Regions from separate parts of the Bos taurus genome. Here region 2 is linked to region 1. The links are chromatin contacts, called in public Hi-C maps. All regions are on one chromosome and are shown on one strand. The core of a region is the stretch at or near the end of the contact, and the rest is flanking DNA. Distances in the headings are between cores, read along the strand shown.

Region 1 (7,247 bases), core at 3,190-5,689:
TGCAGCAGGCCACAGTGCCCAGGAATGGATGCCTCTGGAACAGCCTCCCAACAGGGCGGGACAAGGGGTGGTGTATGAGCACCCTGGCTCCCTTACCCTCAAGACAGGACACTCTCAGAGGCACATTCTGCACTGGCTTCCAGAGCTTTCTGAGCAGGTATAAGCTTCAGTCACCCACGGCAGCAGCCTGTTTGATATCACATGCTTAGCTGCCTTTACTTTCCTGTCCTGTGTCCCCATGCCCCTGCCAGCGTCTCCTGGGATCATCTTCCAAATAAACTGCTCCATCTGGAGTCTCTGTCTTAGGGTCAGACTCAGAGAGATCCCAAAGATGGGCGCCCACCTAAGACAGTGGGAGACTGCTATGGAGGATGGAGGGATCGGTGACGGATTCCCTCCCAAAACCAGAAGCGCGGCTCCTTCTGGAGCCTGAGCTGTAGCACAGGGCTTGGAGGCCCCGTGATGCACTTCGGGGTCCTCCAGCCTCCGTCCCAGGAAGGGTGAGTTGACAGAGAACCCCAGCCAGAGATGTAAGTAGACAGAGGCTGCGTGGCGCTGGCACAGTGGTGCCACAGGAGGGCCCCCACGTGCTCCTGCCCTCATCCGTGAGCGCCCTCCTCACCTGCCCCTCCTCCCTGTGAGGTCGCAGGTGGAGGGGTCATGAGAAATGGAGCACAAGAGCAGCAGGGGAAGCAGAAGGCTTCTCTGTATCCTGCTCGTTTCCTTTAGATCCAACTTACGCTTTTTCTCTGAAGTATATTTAATAGTGTATTTTTTACAGAGGATCTGCTAGGGGTAAACTTTCCACTTTCGGCTTCTCTGGTGGCTTAGTGGGAAAGAGTCCTCCTGCCAGTGCAGGAGACACGGGTTTGATCCCTGATCAGGGAGGATCCCACATGCCGAGGAGCAGCTAAGCCCATTCACCACAGCTACTGAGCCTGTGTCCTAGAGCCGGGAGCCACGGCTACTGAGCCTGTGCCCTAGAGCCGGGAGCCACAGCTACTGAAGTCCGCACGCCCTGGAACCTGTGCTTCCAAACAAGAGAAGCCACCGCGGTGAGAAGCCTGCACAGCGATGAAGACCCAGCACAGATAAAAATAAATAAATGAAACTATTTTTATAAACTTTCCAGTCTTACTTAATTGAAGCTGTCTTTATGGTATCCTTGCTCTTGAATAACCCTTTGGCTGGCTTTTGGAGCCTGCCCTGGTACTCACTTTCTGTCGGCACGTGCCTTCACTTCTGACTCCCTGCTGAGAAGGCTGTTTTCAGGGGGCTGTGTTGCTTTGCAGGCAAGCCCGTTTGTTTTTTAATCTCTGGTTTCTTTATCAAGAGAGATTTAATCTCTTTTCCCTCTCTGGTGTTCTGCAATTTTATTTTCATCTGTAGGTGTGCCTATATTTTTACTTGTATTACTCAGGACTCCCTACCACTTGAGTATGAAGGATCATGTCTTCTGTTAATTCTTTAAAAAACAAACAAACAAAAAAGAACTCAGCCAGTATCTCTTTGAGGATTGCCACTGTCTCATTGTTTCTCTTCCAGCTTAAAATTCCTATCAAGGATATGACAGTTCATGTTATTCTATCCTTCATGCCTCTTAAGCTCTCTTTAATATTTTCAATCTCCCCTTGGCTCCATCTTCCAATTAAAAACTTTTCCTTTAGCTGTGTCTAAGCTGCTGCTTAACCCTATCCACTGAGTGTTTTATTTAAATAATCCTATTTTTCATTTCTACAAGTTCTGTTTGGCTCTTCTTCGAATCTATCTGGTCATATCTATCTCCATTTATTACTTGCTCATCTGTGGTTTATATTTTAAATGCATTACTCCATGCTTTCTGAATATTCTATTACCTAAAAGCTACAATGTTTGCTGTGGACACTTAACTCTTGATGACTGTGTCCTCTAGCATTTTATAATTAATCATCTTTACTGTAAGCTTGTCTTCCACAGGGAGGATCACGTTTTGTTCTCTGCGAGAATCCTGTGTGATGTGGAACACAGCAGCGTCCCTGCAAAGTGGTTTTGGTTTTGCTGTTGCCAGCTGCTTGGGGGGAGCCGGAGGAGCTAAAAGTGACCACATCGATACAGCCTCTCGGGTCCGTTTTCCTCAGTTGAGCCTTGGAACCTCCTCTTCTGCTTGCATAGCCCCCCAGACACATTCCTATGGCACCTCAGACCACACTCTGTTTTCAGGTCATGTGTCTGTTTCCTCAATTAATCTCTGAGCCCCTCAACATTCATCAAATCTGACACAGAGCTCATAAACATCTGCTGACTGAAGCAACTTGGAGAAAGAAGTCCTCAGAGCCTCAGATTTTTTGAATGGGATGTTATCTTTCATCCTCACTTTACAGAACTGGGGGGAGATAAGCCTTCAGGGTCAAAAAGTACTTTAATTCAACCCACAAGATCACTGCATCAAATGCTTGAAAGTGTTAGTTGCTCAGTCGTGTCCAACTCTTTGTCAACCCATGGACTGCAGTCCACCAGGCCTCTCTATCCATGGATTCTCCAGGAAAGAATACTGGAGTGGGTTGCCATTCCCTTCTCTGGGGATATTCCCCATGCAGGGATTGAACCTGGGTCTCTTGCATTGCAGATTGGTTCTTTACCATCTGAACCCCCAGGGAAGGCCCATATTCCTGGCATGAGAGAACCAACTACAAGGCGCTCACCAGGTATAAGGCGCCCACAGAGGTACGCCGCTGCACCCCACTGTGCTGGTGACGGGGCCACCATGCACTACTGTCTGCTTCCCTCGTGCTTTGTGAGGCAGGAATGGTTTCAGTGGAAAAGTCCATCATGCAGTAAAACAGGCTCTGAGAAGTAACAAACTCTTGAGAGTCCCTTGGACTGCAAGGAGATCAAACCAATCAATCCTAAAGGAAATCAACCCTGAATATTCACTGGAAGGACTGATGCTGAAGCTGAAGCTCCTATACTTTGGCCACCTGATGCGAAGAGCTGACTCACTGGAAAAGACCCTGGTGCTGGGAAAGACTGAAGGCAGGAGGAGAAGGGGACAGAGGATGAGATGGTTGGATGGCATCACTGACTCGATGGACATGAGCCTGGGAAAACTCCAGGAGACAATGGAGAACAGCGAATCCTGGCGTGCTGCAGTCCATGGGGTGCAGAGTCATACACGACTGAGCGGCTGAACAACAAGTAACAATTTCAAACTTTTCTGAGATCAAGACTGGACCTGAGGTTGATTCCCTTCTAAATCAAATAGCAGCAGCCAAAAGAGCAGCTCAGTGAGGGTTCTCTGAAGACAGTGACCCTATACACGGGCACACGTAAGCCAGAAACACGTGCTAAACAGCAGGTCTGAGTGAATTTTGACTCACTGAGTTCCAGTTACAGGCAGGGTTCCATCTAATACTCAACACTCTATCTGTGAAATACAAACTACCTCCGAATACCAGAAGCTCTTGATAGTGGTAAAGCCATCCTTGTGCAACGCTTGTTCTTTTTTTTAACTCACGCGCTCTGCGGTGGGAAAGGACTGGGGCCGCAGTGGTTTCACCGGCTCCAAAGAGCTGTCTTCCTCTGCCCCCTAGTGGCCTCATGACAAATTCTAAGACCCTCCACGTTGTTCTTGGTCTATTCTTACTGTTTTCATCATTGCTCATGAAAAAAACTTTTCTTAATCTTGCTGCAACCTCGAAGTTTCCTACAAGTGAAATGAATGAAGGGGGGCTTTACTGGAAACTGTCTGCAGTCAGAGGCATCGTGCTAGAATTCAGGAAGTGATCCCCTCCCCTCCCCTTGCAGGCTGCGTCCTCGGCTTCCCATCCTTGGTGTAAACATTTTCCGGGGCAGCTGTTTGCCATCTGGGAAGCCCCTGCTCAACAGCTCCACCCAGTCCGACCTAGCATGACCCTAGCATGACCACCTCTTTCCCAGCGGCCCTGTGCGACCCAGCCCTTCCCACATCAGAGCCAAGCCCGCCCTCGCAGGATGCGGGCACCCCTCAGCCACCCCAGTCTCCCATCCAAACCAGGACGGGGCCCTCTCGTTTGCCTGGACGCCTGTGCTCTGACAGCTCATCAGTGCAGGGGACATCTGGGGGAACCGGATGCTGGCCCTGAGCGCAGCGTTCATGATATGGTCCAAACCACACCAGCCAGGTACTTCTGGGGAGGTACAGACCTCGCAAACACGTCATTATCCATGGCATCACATCTGCACTAGCTTCTCATCAAACAGGGCGTCTGACCGGCTCCTGCTGAGCTTGAGTCACCCTCACATCTCCAGGGGCCAGCTCAGCCCGCCCTCATCCAGTCCTCCTCACTTTGGCTTCTCTTTTCCATATAATCGTGGGAACTTTCTGTTCATCCCTGCTTTCTGCCGGGGGATGGGATCACAGTGTGACCATAAAGGGAGCTTCCGTCTGAAGGATGCTGACCACAGGGCAGGGCACGTCCTGACAGCAGAGAGACAGGCTGGCCCAGGGGCCAAGAACCCAAAGCGCACTCTTGGCCCCGACCCTCTCTGCTCAGCAGTGGCGTGGAATCCGCCTGACCACACGCTTGGGAGAGTTGAAGGAGGGGAAAGCGCTTTCCAGAGAGAAGATAGTGTAACCTTGAATGGACAGCTGAAGGATACTAGACAGTCTTAGAAACTTTTTCCAGAAAACCACACGATGTTCAGGAAATTAGCTCTCCAGTTGCCAGCTGGTGGGAACCTCGGTTCATAAATCCACTTGCGTAAGAAATACTGCCTTTCTCTAGTCTCCTTAATCCAATTCTGAATCTCTGTATTGGTTTCCTAGGGTTGCTACGATACTGTGAACCACTGTGTGGTTTGAACAATAAAAATGTATTAACACAACACTGAATCAACTACACACCCCTGAAAAAGTCAACTACACACCCCTGAAAAAATCAACTACACACCCCTGAAAAAATCAACTACACACCCCTGAAAAAATCAACTACACACCCCTGAAAAAATCAGCTACACACCCCTGAAAAAATCAACTACACACCCCTGAAAAAATCAACTACACACCCCTGAAAAAATCAACTACACACCCCTGAAAAAATCAACTACACACCCCTGAAAAATCAACTACACAGCCCTGAAAAAATCAACTACACACCCCTGAAAAAATCAACTATACACCCCTGATAAAATCAACTATACACCCCTGAAAAATCAACTATACACCCCTGAAAAAAATCAACTATACACCCCTGAAAAAATCAACTATACACCCCTGAAAAAATCAACTACACACCCCTGAAAAAATCAACTACACACCCCTGAAAAATCAACTATACACCCCTGAAAAAATCAACTATACACCCCTGAAAAAATCAACTACACACCCCTGAAAAAATCAACTACACACCCCTGAAAAAATCAACTACACACCCCTGAAAAAATCAACTACACACCCCTGAAAAAATCAACTACACACCCCTGAAAAATCAACTACACACCCCTGAAAAAATCAACTACACACCCCTGAAAAAATCAACTACACACCCCTGAAAAAATCAACTACACATCCCTGAAAAAATCAACTACACACCCCTGAAAAATCAACTACACACCCCTGAAAAATCAACTACACACCCCTGAAAAAATCAACTACACACCCCTGAAAAAATCAACTATACACCCCTGAAAAATCAACTATACACCCCTGAAAAAGGATGTCCTCTCACTGCTCTGGAGCTCATGGTGTTCCCTGTGTCTCTTCGTCCAAATTTCCTCTCCTGTAAGGACACCAGGCATCACGGATTAGGGCCCACCCTAGTGACCTCATTGTAACTTGCTCACCTTTATAAAGACCTTATTTCCAAATAAGGTCACATTCTGAAGTACTACAGGTTAGACTTCAAAATATCTTTTCAGAGGACACAATCCAACCCTTAAAAATCGCCATCCACCAAGTTAACAGGAAACGCAACCTTGACCACCATTAATTAGCTACTCGTGCGCACACACACACACCCATATCCTCTAGCCCAAGACTGAGCTTCTAATGTTTGGGGCCAACCCAGAGCACCTGGGAGACACCTGTGTTCCTTCGTCTTTCCTGGTTGCTGCTGAGTGCCCAAGCTTACTCTGTCTCCAAACCAGTGGCCAGCCACTCGCGCTTTGCTTGAGGGCTCCCATCTCTGTCACTGTTGGCAACTCCGGTGTCCAGGGCCCAGGCGATGTGGCATCCCACATGGGAACCTTTTAGAGCATTGCCACTTCACCAGAGACCTGGCTCTTGATAGTCTTGAGCCTACCAACTTCTTTCCTCTTCCCTCTTGAAGCCCCTAAAGGCAACTCCTCAAGCAATTCCAAAGAAACAGAGCTACTGGCACTAAGCAGACTGATCTTCGAATTTCCCCCGTCTCTCAGAGCCTCTCTGGTGCATGAAATGGAGGCAGGGGAAGATAGAAGATGAAGAACAAAGCTCGTATATCAACGCGTTACCCCACCAGGCTTCTGACTGCATGCCCAAGGAATAAGCCACAAGCCAATTCACTGACCAAAGCCAAGCTGGCTGGGGACCACAGACCTGAACACAGGCTCGCTCTTTCCTCCACATTCAGCTCCAGGACACCTGTGGGCCCAGGCGTATGATGCTGGGACCTGCAGGTGACCAAGGATGAGTGAGTTCTTCTGGGGTCCCAAAACTCAGGGTCATCTGTGAGTTGGACACAGAGCCTGGAGCAAGAACCAGGAGACAGTTTGAGAAGAGATGGGTGTTGAGGGGCCCAACGTCTCTCCTGAAGAAGAGGGGACCATGCGCTTGGGCAGGGTCACTACGGTATGATCAGAAATACTTGGTATCTCACGGGGATTGGTTTCAGGGGGCCCCCACTCCCACTGACTACCCAAATCTGTGGATGTTCAAGTCCCTTATAGAAAATAGCACAGTATTTGTATATAACCTACGCACATCCTCCTGTATATTTTAAATCATCTCTAGATTACTTCTCACACTTAATGCTATGTAAATACTTGGAGGTACATGGAAAACTCCAGTTTTGTTTTTTGGAAGTTTCCAGAATTGTTTTGATCTATTCAAGTAGACATTTGTTTGTTCATGTTCATAGGAGCATTATTCACAATAGCCAAAAGACGGAAGCAAACTGTTGCCCATCAATGGATAAATGGATACACAAAAATGTGGTCTACGCATACGATATCCTTCAGCCTTGCAAAGAAAGGAAACTGATACCCATTACAACATAGAGGAGCCTTGAGGACATTATTAAGTGAAATAAGCA
Region 2 (7,247 bases), core at 1,742-4,241, 390 kb before region 1:
GAGAGGAGACACTAAGGCCTCCCTGGTCAGATCTTAGAAGCCCAGGCATAATTAGTAGGCTTGACGAGCCTCCACGTTCCAGATGGGGATTCAGCCAGAAGATGAGAGAAAGAACGACATGGGGAGACCAGTCTTTCGAGGAACTTATCCCATTTTTTATTTTTCCAGGGTCTGTTTTTATACACTGAGATGTTATACAAAAGTCACGCGGGGTCGGCAGTCCTGACTTTTATTAAAGTCAGGTGCTTCATACAAATGTATACAGAGGTCTTAGGGGTGTTACATCATCTTCTGGCCAGGGGGCCTGCTGACAATTTATGACCCTCTTCTTGTGACAGCGGTCAGTCAACCAGAACACTTATTTCTCCAGGGGTGATTATTCTTAAAACAGACGCCACCTTCCAAAGGTACCAGATAAAGTTACATTCCTATAGGGTGGGGATGTAGTGGGTTTTAATTAAGGAAAGAATTTGCTTAGCCTAAGGTCTAACGTGATTAATATCAAAGGTTAATACTTATTTCTTCTATATATTCATTAATGTGTATAAGGGCAGGGGATGTGGAAACTTAGCAGCAAACATTGGCCCAACAAGTGAAAAACCCTTCACCAATACAGTTTCTAACCAATCTTCTAACAGCTCAGAGGAATCTGTATTCAGACAGTTTAGAGCATCTCATGCCTCTCACGGTTGTGAAATAAAACACCCTTGTCACGTCCAGGAACTTTATTAACTGGAGCTGTAATTTAACTCTTTTTCAGAGAGAGGTGGTAGGGGACAGCCCCCCGTAAAGTCAGAGGTGTAGGTGAGAGCACAAAGCAGAAAGTAGGCAGACTCTGGTTTGGGGGTAGAAGCTCGAGAATTTCCAGGGGGACTCCTGAGGCTTGATCCCGCCTTTGCGTGTGCCGAGCCTCCTTCCTCATGACCTTTGCCACGGGCGGAGCTCCTCACACTGGCTCCTGGCAAATAATGAACTTCTAAAAGAGTGAAGAGAGAATGACACTATTTTCAGCAGCAGAAGGAAAAAAAACACCACTAAACGGATATCATATTGGAACCCTCGCCTGTAAAACACATAATTGCTACTCTAAGAACGTGCTCATTTTCTTTCTGCTTAATCTTGTGGTAGAGTTGATTTAATTTAGCAATCATGTCGGACAATGAACAACTAAATTAGACTATAATTCTTGGGAAAATATTGGTGTAGATAACAAAATCCAAAATTCCTTTGCTATTCTATACAGTCATTACTGGATGACAGCATTCTTGCTATCTGGAAGTTGGTGCCGTCCTGTGCTGGGTGTTAGTCAAGATAGTAGCTAAATTCTTCTCCTAAAACTAGTCCATGAGAAATAAATGGAAGTTTATTTTTGAACTAAAAATGATTCCACCCCAACAAATCTCACCCCGGATCTGTGCGTTTGTTTGGCAATAGCAAACGTGAGAGATTTTACCTGCTCGAAAGACGACTGGGATGTCATTCTGGAGAAGGAGCTCTCAGTGGACAGCAAAGGCTTCTATGTGTAAACCAATTTTGCTGCTAGAATATGTATCGATCTGCATATTTCTAAGATACAGAGAAGCTGTTCCTCTTTCTAAACCAGATGCTTCCACTCCACACAATTTCCAAGGCAGTGATGGTTCATGAAGTCTTTCTTTCTAAGCATCTGTCGTTATTCATTCCACGTTTTTTTCCTTTTTGGTGAGGCATAGTTGATTTACAATATTGTACTAGTTTCAGACGTACAACATAGTGATTCGAAGTTTTTGTAGATTATACTCCATTTAAAGTCATTATAAAATATTGGCCATACCCCCTGTGCTGTGCAGTATATCTTTGTAGTTTATTTTACGTATAGCAATTTATACTTTGGGAACCGCTGATTTGTTCTCTGTATCTGTTATTCTGCTCCTGTTTTGCTATACTCACCTGTTGGGTCTGTTTTTAGATCCCATATATAGTAATAAATTACCGCTTTCCTCTTTCTCTGCCAGTTACTCCATTTTTCTAATTATCTTAATTAATGTGATACTGATCAGAGCCCTGCAAAACATAAATAGAGAACCAACAGAATATGGTAAAGGTGAAGGGATTTTGTGGATGTGATGAAGGTCCCTAATAATTTGGCCTGGAGTTAATCAAGGTTATCCTGGATGGGTCTGACCTAATCAGGAAAACCCTTTAAGAGAGAGTCTGAGTCTTCCCTGAAGCCAGAGACTTGAAGCAGCCAAGATCCTGTGTGTGTGTGAGTGTGTGTGTGTGTTTTCTTGGCTTTGATAAACTAAGCTACTATGAATTTGGCCAACAACTTCAGGGAGCTTAAAAGTAGCGTGCATGCGTGCTTAGCTGCTCAGTTGTGTCTGACTCTTTTCAATCCCATGGACTGCAGCCCACCAGGCTGCTCTGTCCTTGAGAGTCTCCAGGCAAGAACACTGGAGTGGGTTGCCATCTTCTCCTCCAAGGGATCTTCCTGACCAAGGATTGAACCCACATCTCTTACATCTCCTACATTAGCAGCTGGGTTCTTTACCACAAACGCCACCTGGGAAGCCCATCTAAGTGCCCACCGTCTGGAGAATGATCACCTAGCTTGCAAAACTGTTGAAGGCGGGCCCCTCACCTTTCCTCCTGAGCAGATGCCTTAGAGCACGTTCACCGTAGACCAGCCACTTCACCGCAGACCAGCCACAGTGAAGAATGGACACTTCCGGCCATACGCCCATCCTCAGAGGGCTGACTGACGTTGATGGGCTGGTTCCTAAACCCACTAACAGTCCAGAACCCTCTGTAGCTTCATATGAATAAAATGAACAACAGTAAGCGGGCAGGGGTTGGGCCTCCAGGTGACCAGCATGTTCAGAAAGGTATGCTGCCTGAAGCGGAGAGCAGGTTTCCAGCCTGAGAACCCCGATGAGTCACTCCCTTCACGTGGTCAGCTGGCGATGCTTTGTCTGCCTTATTGCTGTGTCCGGGTCAGGGAGGGAGCGGGTGACTCAGCAAGCAGAAACCTGATCCCGGGTGGACGTGAAGAGCTGCCCTGCTCATGCTGTAAGGGCTTCAGACTGTGCACTTCCTTTAGGGAGCCTGAGGGAGACAGATTGTTCCTGGACGGATTGATGGTGAGACCCTGCAGAAGGGTGAGTCCACAGATGCCATCTGCCAACCAACCAACCTCCCAAATCGCTAAAGATCATTCACAAGGAGACTTCACTTCATTTAACAAACCCTGGCTATGGGCTTCCCAAGGGGCGCTAGTGATAAAGAACCCGCCAGCCAGTGAAGGAGACGTAAAGACAGGCGTTCCATCCCTGGGCGAGGAAGATCCCCTGGAGGAGGGCATGGCAACCCACTCCAGTATCCTTGCCTGGAGAATCCCATGGACAGAGGAGCCTGGCGGGCTACAGCCCATAGGGTCGAAAAGAGTCGGACACGACTAAAGTGACTTAGCGTGCATGCACAGCATGTGAGCAAAACCGTGTGTGTGCGTGGGGAACAAGGGCACAGGGCCGGCTCAGTTCAGTCGCTCAGTCGTGTCCGACTCTTTGTCAGAGGAGGAGGTTATAAAATGAATAAGGTGACATCTTAGCCCATACTGACCTTACAGTCTAGAAAGGAGGAACACTGTGAAGTCGTCTCGTGGACAACAATTTTTGAGTATCTATTATGTTCCAGACACTGTATTCGGCACTTAGCTTCATTACCTGAGGACAATTTAAGGTCCCAAAGTTATGAAAGTTTAAAGAGTTTTTGAAGGTGTCCTGAGCAAGAGACACTGAAACAGGTCCTTTGAATAGGTACGATTTCAACAGGCTGAATGGGTGAACGCAATCGAGGGATGGAGGGTGTACTAATCAAAGTCCAAATTAGAGCTGTGCTTCAGGAATGCGGAATCGCCATTTGGCTCAGGAGATCCTCCTTCCTGAAACGTCAGGCTGTTGAAGTAGCCTCTTGCTTGACCTTCCTGGCTCCTCTCTCTCCCTGGTCCCTCCTACAAATACATTTTCATAAAACCAATACAGGTCTCCCTTGCTTTTTGAAAAGTTGCTCTGCACCACTTTGCTTTCATAAAAGATCTGCATCGGTACCTGTTTTTGCTAACTGAAAGCAATCTGAAGAGGAGTTTTACTTTCATGAAAAAGTCAGGGGAAAAAAATATCATTTACAGTTTGTTTTGCAATGAATTGTAGAGATAAGCAGGCTTCTCTTGTGGCTCAAATGGTAAAGACTCTGCCTCCATGCAGGAGACCCAGGGTCCAATCCTTGTGTCGGGAAGATCCCCATGGAGAAGGGCATGGCAATCCACTCCAGTATTCTTGCCTGGAGATTCCATGGACAAAGAAGTCTGGCGGGCTACAGCCCATGGGGTCGTAAAGAGCTGGACACAACTAAAGCGACTTAGCACAGCAGCACAGCATATACCATACTTCTCTCAAGTACTCAGTTCAGTTCAGTTCAGTCTCTCAGTCGTGTCCGACTCTTTGCAACCCCATGGACTGCAGCACGCCAGGCCTCCCTGTCCACCACCAACTCCCAGAGCTTACTCAAACTCATGTCCTTGAGTAGGTGATGCCATCCAACCATCTCATCCTCTGTCGTCCCCTTCTCCTGCCCTCAATCTTTCCCAGCATCAGGGTCTTTTCAAATGAGTCCGTTCTTTGCATCAGGTGGCCAAAGTACTGGGGTTTCAGTTTCAGCATCAGACCTTCCAATGAATATTCAAGACTGATTTCCTTTAGGATGGACTGGTTGAATCTCCTTGTCATCCAAGAGTCTTCTCCAACACCACAGTTCAAAAGCATCAATTCTTCAGAGCTCAGCTTTCTTTCTAGTCCAGCTCTCACATCCATACATGACTACTGGAAAAACCATAGCCTTGACTAGACAGACCTTTGTTGGCAAAGTAATGTCTCTGCTTTTTAATATGCTATCTAGGTTGCTCTTTCTTCCAAAGAGCAGGCGTCTTTTAATTTCATGACTGCAGTCACCATCTGCAGTGATTTTAGAGCCCCCCAAAATAAAGTCTCTCACTGTTTCCACTCTTTTCCCATCTATTTGCCATGAAGTGATAGGACCAGATGCCATGATCTTTGTTTTCTGAATGTAGAGTTTTAAGTCATTTCTTAAAGACATTTCTTATGTACTTCTGGTCATCAAATATGTGTAGACTTTTCCTCATACCCAGCAACTTTCGACATGAGCTGAGTGTCTTAAAATTTAATTCAATTCTGACACTGGAGACAGCGTCAGATCCCACACATGGAGGGCCAAGTCCCACAAGACTGCCTTCCTGCCCCCAGCCCCCCAACACACACCCTCCTCAGATGCCAGTCACAAGCCTGGTATGTTACCTGTGCTTCTGGCTGTAGATCAGAGTTTACAGTGACCCTCCTTCACAGATTCGATTAATTTGCAAAGCAGCTCACAGGACTCAGAAAAACATTTAACTCATTTTCATCAGTTTACTATAAAAAGTTTGGATAAAGGATACAGGTAAACATCCAGACAGACGAGGTGCACAGGGCCGGGTGTGTGGGAACACAGGGCCGGGTGTGCAGGGAACACGGGGCTGGGTGTGCGGGAACGGGGTGGAGGTCCCGAGCCCGTCGTAGCCCACCACCCTCCCAGCACCTCCACATGCTCACCAGCCCAGAAGCTCTCTGAGGCCCGTACTTTGGGGATTTTTACGGATGATTCCCCACATGGCACGGGCATGAGCAATCATTAACTCCACCTTCAGCCCTTCTGCTTCTTAAGGGAATGGCGGGTGGGGGCTAAAAATCCCAAGCTTTGAATCATAGCTTGTACTTCCTGGTGACCAATCCTCATCCAGGAGCCTACCCAGGGTCACCTCATTGGAACAAAAGACATTTCAATCACCCAGAAAAGCCCAAGGGTTCAGGAGCTCTGTGTCAGGAACTAAGGGCGCAGTTCAATATGTATTTTCTGTTTATCTCACACATGTAAAAGGAAAAAAGTTTCTATTCCACTAGAAGGTAAGCTCCAAAGAGCAGGACTTTTTAAGGAAACATTTTATCTTAAAATAATATTTACAAGAGAGTTTCAAAAATAAAGAGAATTCCCATATATGCTTCACTATATATCTCCTACTGTTAACGTCTTAAACAACCATGGTATATTTATCAAAACTAAGAAATTAGCATCATTATAATACTATTAGCTAAAAGACGTATTTTTATCCATTTTTCCCCTGTCTTTTTCTGTTTTATAATTCAATCCAGAACCCCATACTGCATTTAGTTGCCAGTCTCCGGAGTCTCACTTCCTGGGTGGTTCAGACGTAAAGAACCCACCTACCAATGCAGGAGCCACAGGAGACTTGGATTTGATCCGTGGGTTGGGGAGATCTCCTGGAGGATGAAGTGGAAACCCACTCCAGCATTCTTGCTTGGAAAATCCCATGGACAGAGGAGCCTGGCGGACTACTGTCCTTGAGGTTGCAAAGATTCAGACATGACTGAACAGCTGAGCATGCACGCACAGACGCAATCCTAAAATCTGTGATGAGTTTCTCAGTCTTTCCTTATTTTTTAAGACTTTCACATTTTTGAAGCACACAGTCAGGTATTTTGTAGTTTTCTTTTAAAAAAAAAAAACAAAACTTTGTGTTTTTATGGTACTTTCTCATGATGAGACTGAAGTTTTAAAATCTCATAGGTGACACCTTTCTCACTGCACATTAGGGAGTACATGGTATCAACTGTATAGGTTATAAAAGAGAAATTACTGACTCTTTGCTTCACATCCAGCACCTAAATCAGCCTGGCACATAGTGGTACTCAACTGTGGTACTCAAATAAATTCTCTTTTCATTATCACATGTCTGTGCCTTCCACTAAATTGTAAGATCCTAAATGGCAAAGACCACATCTTATTCATATTCATAGGCTCCTAATGCGCAGTAGGCTTGTCTTTAGTGGGAGTTCGGTAAACCTTTAGGGATTGAATTGAAAGGTAAATTGGAGTCTGGTTGTATCTTCAGGCAAAATCAAGCTTGAAAGTCATTAAGGAACCAGAGGCTGTTCTACGCAGCTCAGTTAAATAGTTTAATATTTACTAAATGTCTAGTATGTGCTGCCATTCTAAGGACTGGATTCGCTATAGTATTTTATCAGTAACTGGAAGGGGACAGAAGGGTGGGAAGAACTGGTAGACACAGGCAGAGAGGGGTCTTCAACTTTGAGCCTGGATGATGGAGAGCTGGTGATATTTATTTTGAGGAGCAAAGA

What was found. A called contact is a pair of places that touch in the nucleus more often than the background predicts.
Region 2: a Hi-C map of an unstated tissue shows a contact between it and region 1, with 3 times the contacts expected there. The contact joins two enhancer-like sites. A contact is called at or near these places in 4 of 11 Hi-C or Micro-C datasets (liver, skeletal muscle, skin fibroblasts and 1 more).

What each region holds. Positions count from the first base shown.
Region 1 is chr24:61,297,028-61,304,274 of ARS-UCD2.0, reverse strand. No RefSeq gene overlaps it. Among named protein-coding and RNA genes, the nearest start is that of PHLPP1, 250 kb to the right of the region's middle. Within about 2 kb of position 4,439, at least 18 of the 102 cell types and tissues checked have an H3K27ac peak or open chromatin away from gene starts, as enhancers often do.
Region 2 is chr24:61,688,670-61,695,916 of ARS-UCD2.0, reverse strand. No RefSeq gene overlaps it. Among named protein-coding and RNA genes, the nearest start is that of VPS4B, 6.0 kb to the right of the region's middle. Within about 2 kb of position 2,991, at least 22 of the 102 cell types and tissues checked have an H3K27ac peak or open chromatin away from gene starts, as enhancers often do.